2 separate regions of the Gossypium hirsutum genome follow, and region 2 is linked to region 1. The links are chromatin contacts, called in public Hi-C maps. All regions are on one chromosome and are shown on one strand. The core of a region is the stretch at or near the end of the contact, and the rest is flanking DNA. Distances in the headings are between cores, read along the strand shown. Region 1 overlaps LOC107910472 (type IV inositol polyphosphate 5-phosphatase 3). Region 2 holds the start of LOC107910470 (40S ribosomal protein S18).

Region 1 (4,582 bases), core at 1,929-4,428:
AAATTCAAAGAAGTACTACGGAGAAGATCCCAAGATTGGGAGACGAATTCCTGCATGGTATGCTTAAAGACAATTATAAGATCCATGATCCATCCTTTGTTGTTTCTTTTTGTCTGATGAATTTCTTTTGTTCTTTTTTCTTAATGCACCTCATCTTTCAGGTGTGACCGCATCCTTTCACGTGGTAAAGGAATGAGGCAACTAAGTTATAGGAGAACTGAGCAAAAACTTTCTGATCACCGCCCTGTTACTGCCATATATATGGCTGAGGTTGAGGTATTTTGTCCGAAGAAACTACAGCGTGCACTCATCTATACCAATGCTGAAATTGAAAATGAGGAAGTTGAAGCAGAGGATTTTGATTACTGATGTTGGGATGAGTCCATTAGTTGGATCAGGTGAGTGGTTTGCTATGTTTTCTCGTCCAGGAATACAAGTATGTCCTTTCTACCACAAGTTGTAAATGTCATGGTACATACTAGGGAAACAAAGTAATGCTGGCTGCACATAGTTACTAGATGTAGGGTGAGAGGAGGAATGGTTGAAGTTGACTAGAACCTAGGAATAAGGTAAGGAAACAAGATTAAACGCCTTTAAGAGAAGTAGTCTATGTTGCAGTAATGAGAATCTGTTTGTAGAAGCATGGATTAGTATATATAGGTTGAATGGTGGTTAATATTTCCATTGAGAATTTGAACCCCATTAAGTTTTAAGGTGATTTTTCTGAAATTAACGTGAGACACTTGGTGGTTGCAAACTATCTTGTGTTGTGGCATGCATCGAGGATTACATGAAGGTAAGTGGATTGTTTTTTTGAAGTAGATGAAATTGCTGCTAAATCAAATACCCCAGTAGCAGATCTGTGTTTTATCTAACGTCTATCACCATTTGTCATGACATGGAATTCTATTCTGATTGGATGAAATAGATAGAAAATTGGAACATGGAATTAGGTGATCTCATGCGGGAAAGGTTATTAAGAACAAATCATTTTTCCTGATTTTTTATCACATCCCTATGAGAAGTCTTGGGTCCAGGGTCTTTTCAGCAGTGGGTCCAATACTTGCGTAAACATATGCTTTGTTTATTTCTCTAAACAAAAGGCTTGCTTTCTGATGCAGGATAGGCTAGCCGAGAGATATGAAGGGATGCTAATCTATGCCTGAGCCTTTGAGGCTAGGGGTGAGAGCTCCTATAACTCTTGATATTTCCTACACTTTAGATTCATTCATTTTTTTTTCTGTGTTACCATATTGTATATTGCAATCATTGTATAAATGCATCAATTCTAGGGGTTCCACAAATAGATTCAAGAACAATGCCAAATAAAATCAGAGCTTAGTTTGCATGTAGGCATTCGAATAAAGTTTTATAAATTTTCCCTTCTGCCAACAGCTTTTTCTAGCTCATAAAAACTCGGTGTTGTAAAAAGAGAGATAGTCAATGCATGTGTTTTGGTGCTATCTTTTTGTCAAAAAAAAAAAAACCCATATTCTCTATCTCTCTGCTTTTGGTGTGTGAAAAGTGACCAGTGGTCACATGAATCTTGACTTCTTGCATGGTAAAAAGAAAGAGCCACTTACATATTCACTTTAATATAAATGTACTTTTACCATTATCTATAACTTCGTATTGTTGACAGTCTTTCTATAGCTTTAATATGGCAAATATCTGCGAGTGACGTTAAAGAAAATATGTTTTTCATAAATGTATGCAACCTATGGCCTGTATGCATCTCTCAACCAGATACATGGTGACCTTAGGCAGGTCATTACATTAGCCATTAGATGTTTCTTTATTCAGCTATCTTCTGTATAACATGCCATGACTAACATTTTCCTAAGCTTTTAAAGATAAAAGATAAGCCATTTTTATCTTTTTCCTGTACTTCTTTTGGTTGTGAAATGGAAGTATGAACGGATTCATTTATATTAAATTTGAAAGATCATCAAATGTCGTGCTGATCTATCTGGGTTTTCTGTAGAATTATTTTTACTTCACTGTTTGTTCTTTGAGATTGGGATTTACTCATCATGGTTTAATTGTTTGCCTGCCTTGAGGAAAATTCCAAATGAATACCAATCCTTGAATCTTACACCTAACCAGGCCTAAATTACTGGTTTCACTTCAAGTTTATATGTAAACCGAGGTAGTTTTTAATGTACCAGTGTCTTATTTTAATGTATCATTTTAAGTTTATTGATATTTTTGTTTTCACATATATGTATATTTATAGTTTAATTTTTAGTTTCTTAATAAATTATATTGTATATATGTGCAAAAATAATTCAATTACATTTATATAATTTATATTATACATATTTATATACAAATATAAGTTTTAAAATTATTAATTAAGTTAAATAACGTAGTTTAATAATTAACTTAATAATTTCAAGTTTTAATGTAGTTTTTAAAATGATTTAAGATAAAAAAAAAGTTTAAAATATAAAATTTTGTACTAATCTTGTTACGCACCAGTTTAAGTTAGTATTGATTGAAATAAGTATAAATATATGAAAGGTCAAAATCCATGGAAAATGTTGATCAAAATGAAATTTAAATTATTTGGTACTAATTAAGGACTAAAATAGTATACCCCGATACAACCATTATCGATATGATAAGAACCACCCTGATATAAAGCTACGTAATGGCATAAATTTAAACAAATTAAAAGATGGGGAGGGTTTAGCAAATATAACCCAAATCTTAGGGTGAAAACCTTTTTTGTTTCTTTAGGTTAATGTCATATTTATCCTCTAAACTTTAGGCTAATGCTAACTCTGGTCTGGTACGTATACTAAAAAACAGAATTCAAGTTTGGCATGTTTATTATGGTTGAGGCATACATTCCACCCGTTACAAATATCTGCTTGGTATCGTCAGCCACATAATTAATTAAATATGCACAAAAGCCGGTTGAATAAGAAATATGAAAAGAGAAGTAATTTTAATATATTATGTCATATAGAATCATGGATAGATTTTTCTTTCTTATTTGAATAATTAAAAGGAATCCTTACCATGTTGTAATCGAAGGAGATGCTGTGTGATTAAGAAGCTGTAGAAAAAGAGGAAAATTAAAAACTTTTTAAGGGTTGAAATGAAATTTTCATAATTAAACATTATATTTTTGGAGGGGCAAAGCGCCCCCTACCGATCTTGTGCTTCAGATACTTTGCAACAATTGGAAATGTGATCAGTGGTAGCCCACGGTCTTGTCGAGATGGGTTTGACTATTTACTTCAATCATTATTGTTTTGAATACGATCACATCAAATTACAAATGTTTTAGTTGAGGATGCTTTAATTTTATCTAGACTGATTAAAGTCGAGATGTTCAATATATTTTGAGTGAGGGTTTTGATTGATTTTGGAATTTTATTAAATATTTTATATTTAAAATAAAATTAGTTAAAAATAAATAATTGGAAGAAGGAAAATTTCATAGATGTATTGTTCCACATGGCTTATGCTATCAATATAAATATAAAGAGCTTAAAAATTCAATATAACTGTTCACATGTAAATTACATGATAGGCTAATGACGAATAAGTGAAGATCTCTATTGGTGATAAGGGGTTGGATAGCATGTATAACGAAATTATAGTATTTATATCTGATTATATTTCTTTTAGAGTTTCACTATCACAAATAGAATATATTTATAATTACAAGTATAATATCAGTTCACATATATATTTGATTAATTACTATAATTTTGCTTTTCGAAAATTAGATTTAAGGATTTTTTTATTAAAATTTTCAATGAGAAAAATGTCATGTTTAGATATGTTACACATACTCAATTAAAGATATCATTGCTACCATGCTTTGCCAGTGGTTTATCTTGCATCGTGCATGCTTCGTCTGGGACCAAGGATATGCCACTTAACTACCCTAATAACCCAACCACACAAATGAGACATTCCCTAACAAGGAATGACTGAACGACAAACATGTCTATTAGAGAAGGACACGTGGCATAGAAGAGTCAACTTTATATATGCATCTCTTGGCTCCATAGTAGGGGAGTTTTCTTCTTCTTCTTCCTCATTATTCTTTAATAGCTTTCTCTCCAATTCAACAATATCTCAACCACCTTCTCTTCTCTTCATGGCTCTTCACCCCCTTAAGGTTAACTATCTTTTCAAATTTGTCCCCTATCCTTTTTTCACTCACATTTTCATCATGAACAATCCTTGCAAATATAGATGAACAAGAACAAGGCCCCCAAGCTCAACCGCAACCCTAAACAACCTAAGATTAACAGTTCTCTAATGCACTACAATAATTCTCCCAATAGAAGACACAACCAAGTCGTCATTACGATCCGTATAACCTGTATATTATATTATCCACATTATGTTAGCTATACACAATACCCCCACCTAGATATTATGTTAATTACTGAATTAACAAAGCCAGCCTTATACCCCTCATGGTGAATAAACTTTGCAAAACCTTAACTTTAGCTCATACCAGTTTATGAAAGTGCAAGAGAAAATGATAATTCTTGAAAAACATATATCTATATAGCAAATTTTTTACCAACAACAGCAGGAAGTAAACTTGCGA
Region 2 (5,078 bases), core at 1,190-3,689, 79 kb after region 1:
GAATGACAACTGGTGAAGTTGGTGAGACATGGTTAGTTGTTCTCGCACCTCTTTTTTGCTGATGGTTTGTTTCTTTTTTGCAATGTAGACTTGGAGCAAGCTGATGTTGTCTTACGAATTTTGAGTCAGTTCGGAAGGTACTTCGGGCATAACGTTTAACTTTTTTGTGCCGAGAGGGCATAAGGTTAATGCGACCAAAACAAATATCTATTTTTCTTTTAATGTGGATGACTCGTTGGAATGTTTCAACAAGGTGAGGAGTTAGGGAAGTATCTTGGAGTCCCGATCCTACACAAAAGAGTGATAGAGGAACTTTCCAATTTATAATTGAAAGGGTGCAAAGCAAACTAAGTTGTTTGAATGGCAAACTGCTGTCGTTAACAGGGAGAATCACATTGGTGAAATCTGTTTTGCTATCTATACCCAGTTTTTTCATGCAGTCACTAGCTTTTCCAATTGGTGTTTGGTAGGAGATGGAACGAATAGCTCGTAGATTTATCTGGGGTTCAATGGATACAGTTAAAAAACCAGCTCTTGTGAAGTGAGTGAGCTGTTGCAACCTATTGAAAATGAAGGTTTGGATATGAGAAGGCTAGTCGATCAGAACAAGTCATTTTTATTAAAGCTGGGTTTCCAGTTAGTGGTGAACAATGAGGCGCTTTGGGTTAGGGTTTTACACACTAAGAATAAACTATGCGAGGGGTGCCTTGAGAGTATTAGTCCAACTGCCTGCTCTTCTATTTGGCGCTCATTTTCTAAGGTACGGAGATGTCTTCGTGAGAACATTTATTGGTCTCTTGGAGATGGTCCAAGCCGTAACCGCCAGGTAGTGGAATTCTGAAGAGTCATGGTCTCTATTTCAACGAGGATATGGCAAATATTAAAGTAGGAGATATGATCGATCAATTTGGTAACTGGGACTGGTCCCGTTTCGCACCTATGTTGCAACCAGATATAATCTTGAGAATCGTGGCGGTTCAACCATCTGCTGTTAGCCTTGGCTATGATATGCTTTTATGGGGTGATTCTAAATCTGGACGGTATACGTTGAAAGAGGCCTACAACACTTTGTCCAGAGATAAATGGGAGGCAAATGATCACCATATGTGGTCGAGACTTTGGAAAACAAAATTGCCTCGACGCGTGAGGCAGTTTGTTTGTATAACCATCAAAGGAAGCCTGCTAACAAACAGTGAGCGTTGTCAAAGGAGGATGGCAAATGATATGACATGTCCCTTTTGTGGATGTTCTCAGGAGACCTCATTACATGTGCTAAGAGACTGCCTTTTTGCACAAAGTATATATAGTCAAATGGCAGTTCCTAGTCAACTCCAAAGTCTCTTTTTCATCTTGGATCTGATTATTTGGCTACTGCATAATATTGTTGATAATGGGGACACGGATGTGCAAGAAACCAAATGGAAGACATTCTTTGGTCTTTTATGCTGTACAATTTGGAAGTCAGGGAATAAGATGCTTCTCAGAAATGGTAACTGTATCGTTGAAGGATGCATTTGGCAATGAAAAATATATTCATTTGGAGAAACACATAAATTTGGTCCAGGCAACTGGGTTACCTCGAGGTGTTAAATGGATTCCCCAACCATCTGGTTGGATTAAAGTCAATAACGATGAGGAGGTTAAGGCTGATGGGTGTTACGTAATGAGAAAGGGAACTACTAGTTGCTAGGCTACGGATGCATATTGTGGAGCAATTCTGATGCTTTGATCATTGCACGGAATAGAGGCTACCGTAACGTAGAAGTGGAAATGGATTGCATCAAGGCTTTGAAATTAGTCGCTGGTAACTCAGTTGATCAAGCATTAAGTCTCTTTGTTGAAGGCCCTGCCAGGTGAAATTTAGCCATATGGTAAGGGAGGCAATGAATTAAAAAAAAATATTTACATTCTACTCAATTTTTTTTTTTGACATTATGATAAATTTAGTCCTTAATGTTTAATCATTTTGTCACTTTAATTTTTATTCTTTTTTTAATCATTCTAGTCCTTTAACTTTCAAATTTTAGTCAAATTATTTTCTTTTGAATAGAAAAATTGACTAAACTATATTCCATACTAAAATTATCAATTCTTTTTTAAAATAATTACCAAAAAATTAAAATTTGATTCTAACACATTTATCAAATAAGTCATTTAGGAATTACTTTTAAAGGAATAATTACCACTTAGATACTTTTTCTTTTATATATTTTTTCGGTACAACTTTTTCTTTTATATTTAATACTAAATAACTATAATTTTTGTGTATAAAAGAAATAAATAACTACCATTTAAAAACTTATTCACTTAAATAAATAAATATTATTTAAATATAATAATTATAATATTATTATTATTTTGAAGTATATGGATATGGATATTGATATTTATATTGGTTGTCCAAAAGTAAAAGAATGATTTTGGGTTTTAGCCCAAAAACCCAACCCTAAAAGCCCTACCGCAATCAATATATAATTTGTTAGAAGAAACCCTAGTCTCTAGCTTGGCCTCCATTGGTATACTTCAAAAGCTCATCTGTCACCCCAGAGCCCCTTCTCTCCGCCGAATCTCCTTTTTCCCCCGTAAAAAATGGTAATTACAAATCCATCTTTTGCATCCGAATCCCCAATATTCACAACTCTCTTCTCATCAATTCATTACTTCATCTCTTCCTGTAGTTTTAACATGCTTTGTTTCTTGATCCGACTAACTGGAAAGGGGTTGTTATGAGCGTTTGTAAACTGGGATTTACCTTATTTGAATTGTGGTTTATATTTTCTTCCCAAAGATTGTTGCTTTTAACCTCATTTTAATGTTTTATGTGTGTAGTCTCTGGTGGCCAACGAAGATTTTCAGCACATTTTGCGTGTCCTGAACACCAACGTTGATGGAAAGCAGAAGATTATGTTTGCTTTGACCTCCATCAAGGGTATCGGAAGGCGTTTTGCCAACATTGTTTGCAAGAAAGCCGATGTAGACATGAACAAGAGGTTTGCTTTTATCTTTCAAATTTGCATGTACAATGAAATACTGTTTATATATCCATTATAGTCCTTAATTTTGAATAAGATGATTTATGGTACAAAGTTTAGGCAATGATATATGATTCGGTCCCAATAGTTTTTGCATTGATTCGAATATAACTTAGATCGAGTATTCTTCCAGGTTCGAATTATGTATATATGTAGAGTAAGAGTGTAGGCTTTGATATAATTAAATTGCTGAATGGCTTTCGGTTCTTGGTGCTAATTTTGTCGTTATTAGGGCTGGTGAACTGACTGCACAGGAATTGGACAATCTCATGACGATTGTGGCGAACCCGAGGCAGTTTAAAATCCCAGATTGGTTTTTGAACAGGCAGAAGGATTACAAGGATGGAAAGTATTCCCAAGTTGTGTCCAATGCTCTCGACATGAAGTTGAGAGATGACTTGGAGCGCTTGAAGAAGATCAGGTTAATTCCTTTTTTCCTGTTGATCTGTGCTAGAGTTAGCTTTTTCCCTTGTATATCCGATGCCTAAAAAGAACAATTGCTTTGGCCAATTCGTGTTACAAAGTTCTTATGCTGTATTGGTGATGTTTGTCGTTGATTAAGATGAGAAAATAGCTGCAATAATCAGAGCTTAGAAATTTGAATACATCATGTGTTCATATATTGGTTTGGTTAGTATACACGATAAATTGTTAAATGAACAATTTGTGATGTTACTTTATGGGGTACTGGGGCATGGGACGGCAACTAAACTAACTATAGATGTAAAAATGTGATGCAGGAACCACCGTGGTCTGAGGCACTACTGGGGCCTTCGTGTACGTGGTCAGCACACCAAGACTACTGGTCGCCGAGGAAAGACTGTTGGTGTGTCTAAGAAGCGTTGAATTCTTCATAACATAATCTATAGTATGACGAGGCAGATATTTATTTCTTTGCTTTTAAGCGATGTTTGCATCAAAGACAAAATTTTGGATTTGGTTTTGTTGTTTTAGTTGGTTTTTTAAACCTTGCAGACAAGTAGTGTTTCTCTTTTAATCGATTGTTTGATCTTTTTATCAATTGAGATTAAGGATACCTGCTTTGATAGATAAAGATTACACATGTTTTCTTCACCTCAAGTCCAAGTCCTGAAGAATTGGTGGCGTCCATGACCAGATTGGGTTATTCACATATGGGTATTAACCTCACATGGTTGTTCATGTTGGGTGCTCATATTTATAAATGATTCCTTTTATATGAAAATATATTATCTTTATTTAATATTAATTGAAAATAGGCATTTTGTTACGGTGTTTTGACGTTGCCGCCTGATATATTGGTTGCACTAGACTGAAATGTGAAGACCTAAAATATTCAGGAATTTGGGTAAAATATTAATAAAAGTTTTTTTTTAATTATTGAAATGAGCCAGGTAAAAAATTAATTATCGGAATAGGCTTATTTCTTCAAAAATGCGTTTACGTCAGCGTGTTATTCAGTGACAAAGCACGAAAATGCTTATTCAAGGAAGAGTTTTGTCCACGTGGATAGAAAATGCGTCTTTGAGGGCGCGTTTTGTGTCCACGTGGACAAAGTGCTTCCTTGAGTAAGCGTTTTCTCCGTACCTCTGCGTTAGGGTTATTGGGTTTAGAGTTTTAAAGAAAAAATTAAATAAATAAGATATTAGAGTTTAGGGTTTTTTAATTAAATTAATTATAAATTTTTTAAAATTAGATTAGGGCTTCGCGTTTATGGTTTTTAAGGAAAAAATCAATTAAATTAATATTTAGGATTACTCGAGTAAATTAATTATAAATTTTTTAAAAAATTAGATTAGGGTTTAATGTTACGGGTTTTTAAGGAAAAATAAAATAAAATAGGGTTTATGGTTACTTGAGAAATTAATTATAAATTTTTAAAAAAATTAGGTTAGGGTTTAGTGTTTAGGGTTTTTAAGGAAAAATTAAAATAAATTAGGGTTTGGGGTTTAGGGTTAATTAAATTATTTGTTAATTTAAAAAGCTCCCACGTGGATTTGCTACAGTAGTTACTGAAAAAATAATTTTGAGAAGACGTTTCTGAGCAAATAGTGTCAAAAACGCTTT

The links. A called contact is a pair of places that touch in the nucleus more often than the background predicts.
Region 2: a contact with region 1 is called in a Hi-C map of leaf, with 2.9 times the contacts expected there. The contact joins the promoter of LOC107910470 here to the enhancer-like site in region 1. A contact is called at or near these places in 6 of 34 Hi-C or Micro-C datasets (fibers, leaf and seedling).

Annotation. Positions count from the first base shown.
Region 1 is chrD02:9,854,738-9,859,319 of Gossypium_hirsutum_v2.1, forward strand. LOC107910472 (type IV inositol polyphosphate 5-phosphatase 3) reads left to right here. Exons shown (of 13, transcript XM_041088408.1): 11 at 1-57; 12 at 162-398; 13 at 1,127-2,203. The coding sequence ends at 369. Among protein-coding and RNA genes, the nearest start is that of LOC107910472, 9.5 kb to the left of the region's middle. Within about 2 kb of position 3,179, at least 3 of the 9 cell types and tissues checked have an H3K27ac peak or open chromatin away from gene starts, as enhancers often do. A contact at or near this core is called in leaf, where this site is marked.
Region 2 is chrD02:9,934,939-9,940,016 of Gossypium_hirsutum_v2.1, forward strand. LOC107910470 (40S ribosomal protein S18) reads left to right here and starts at 2,440. Exons shown (of 4, transcript XM_016838309.2): 1 at 2,440-2,592; 2 at 2,830-2,990; 3 at 3,265-3,453; 4 at 3,773-4,053. The coding sequence starts at 2,590. The coding sequence ends at 3,878. LOC107908041 reads left to right here and starts at 871. Exons shown (of 3, transcript XM_016835315.1): 1 at 871-1,404; 2 at 1,466-1,653; 3 at 1,746-1,857. The coding sequence starts at 871. The coding sequence ends at 1,857.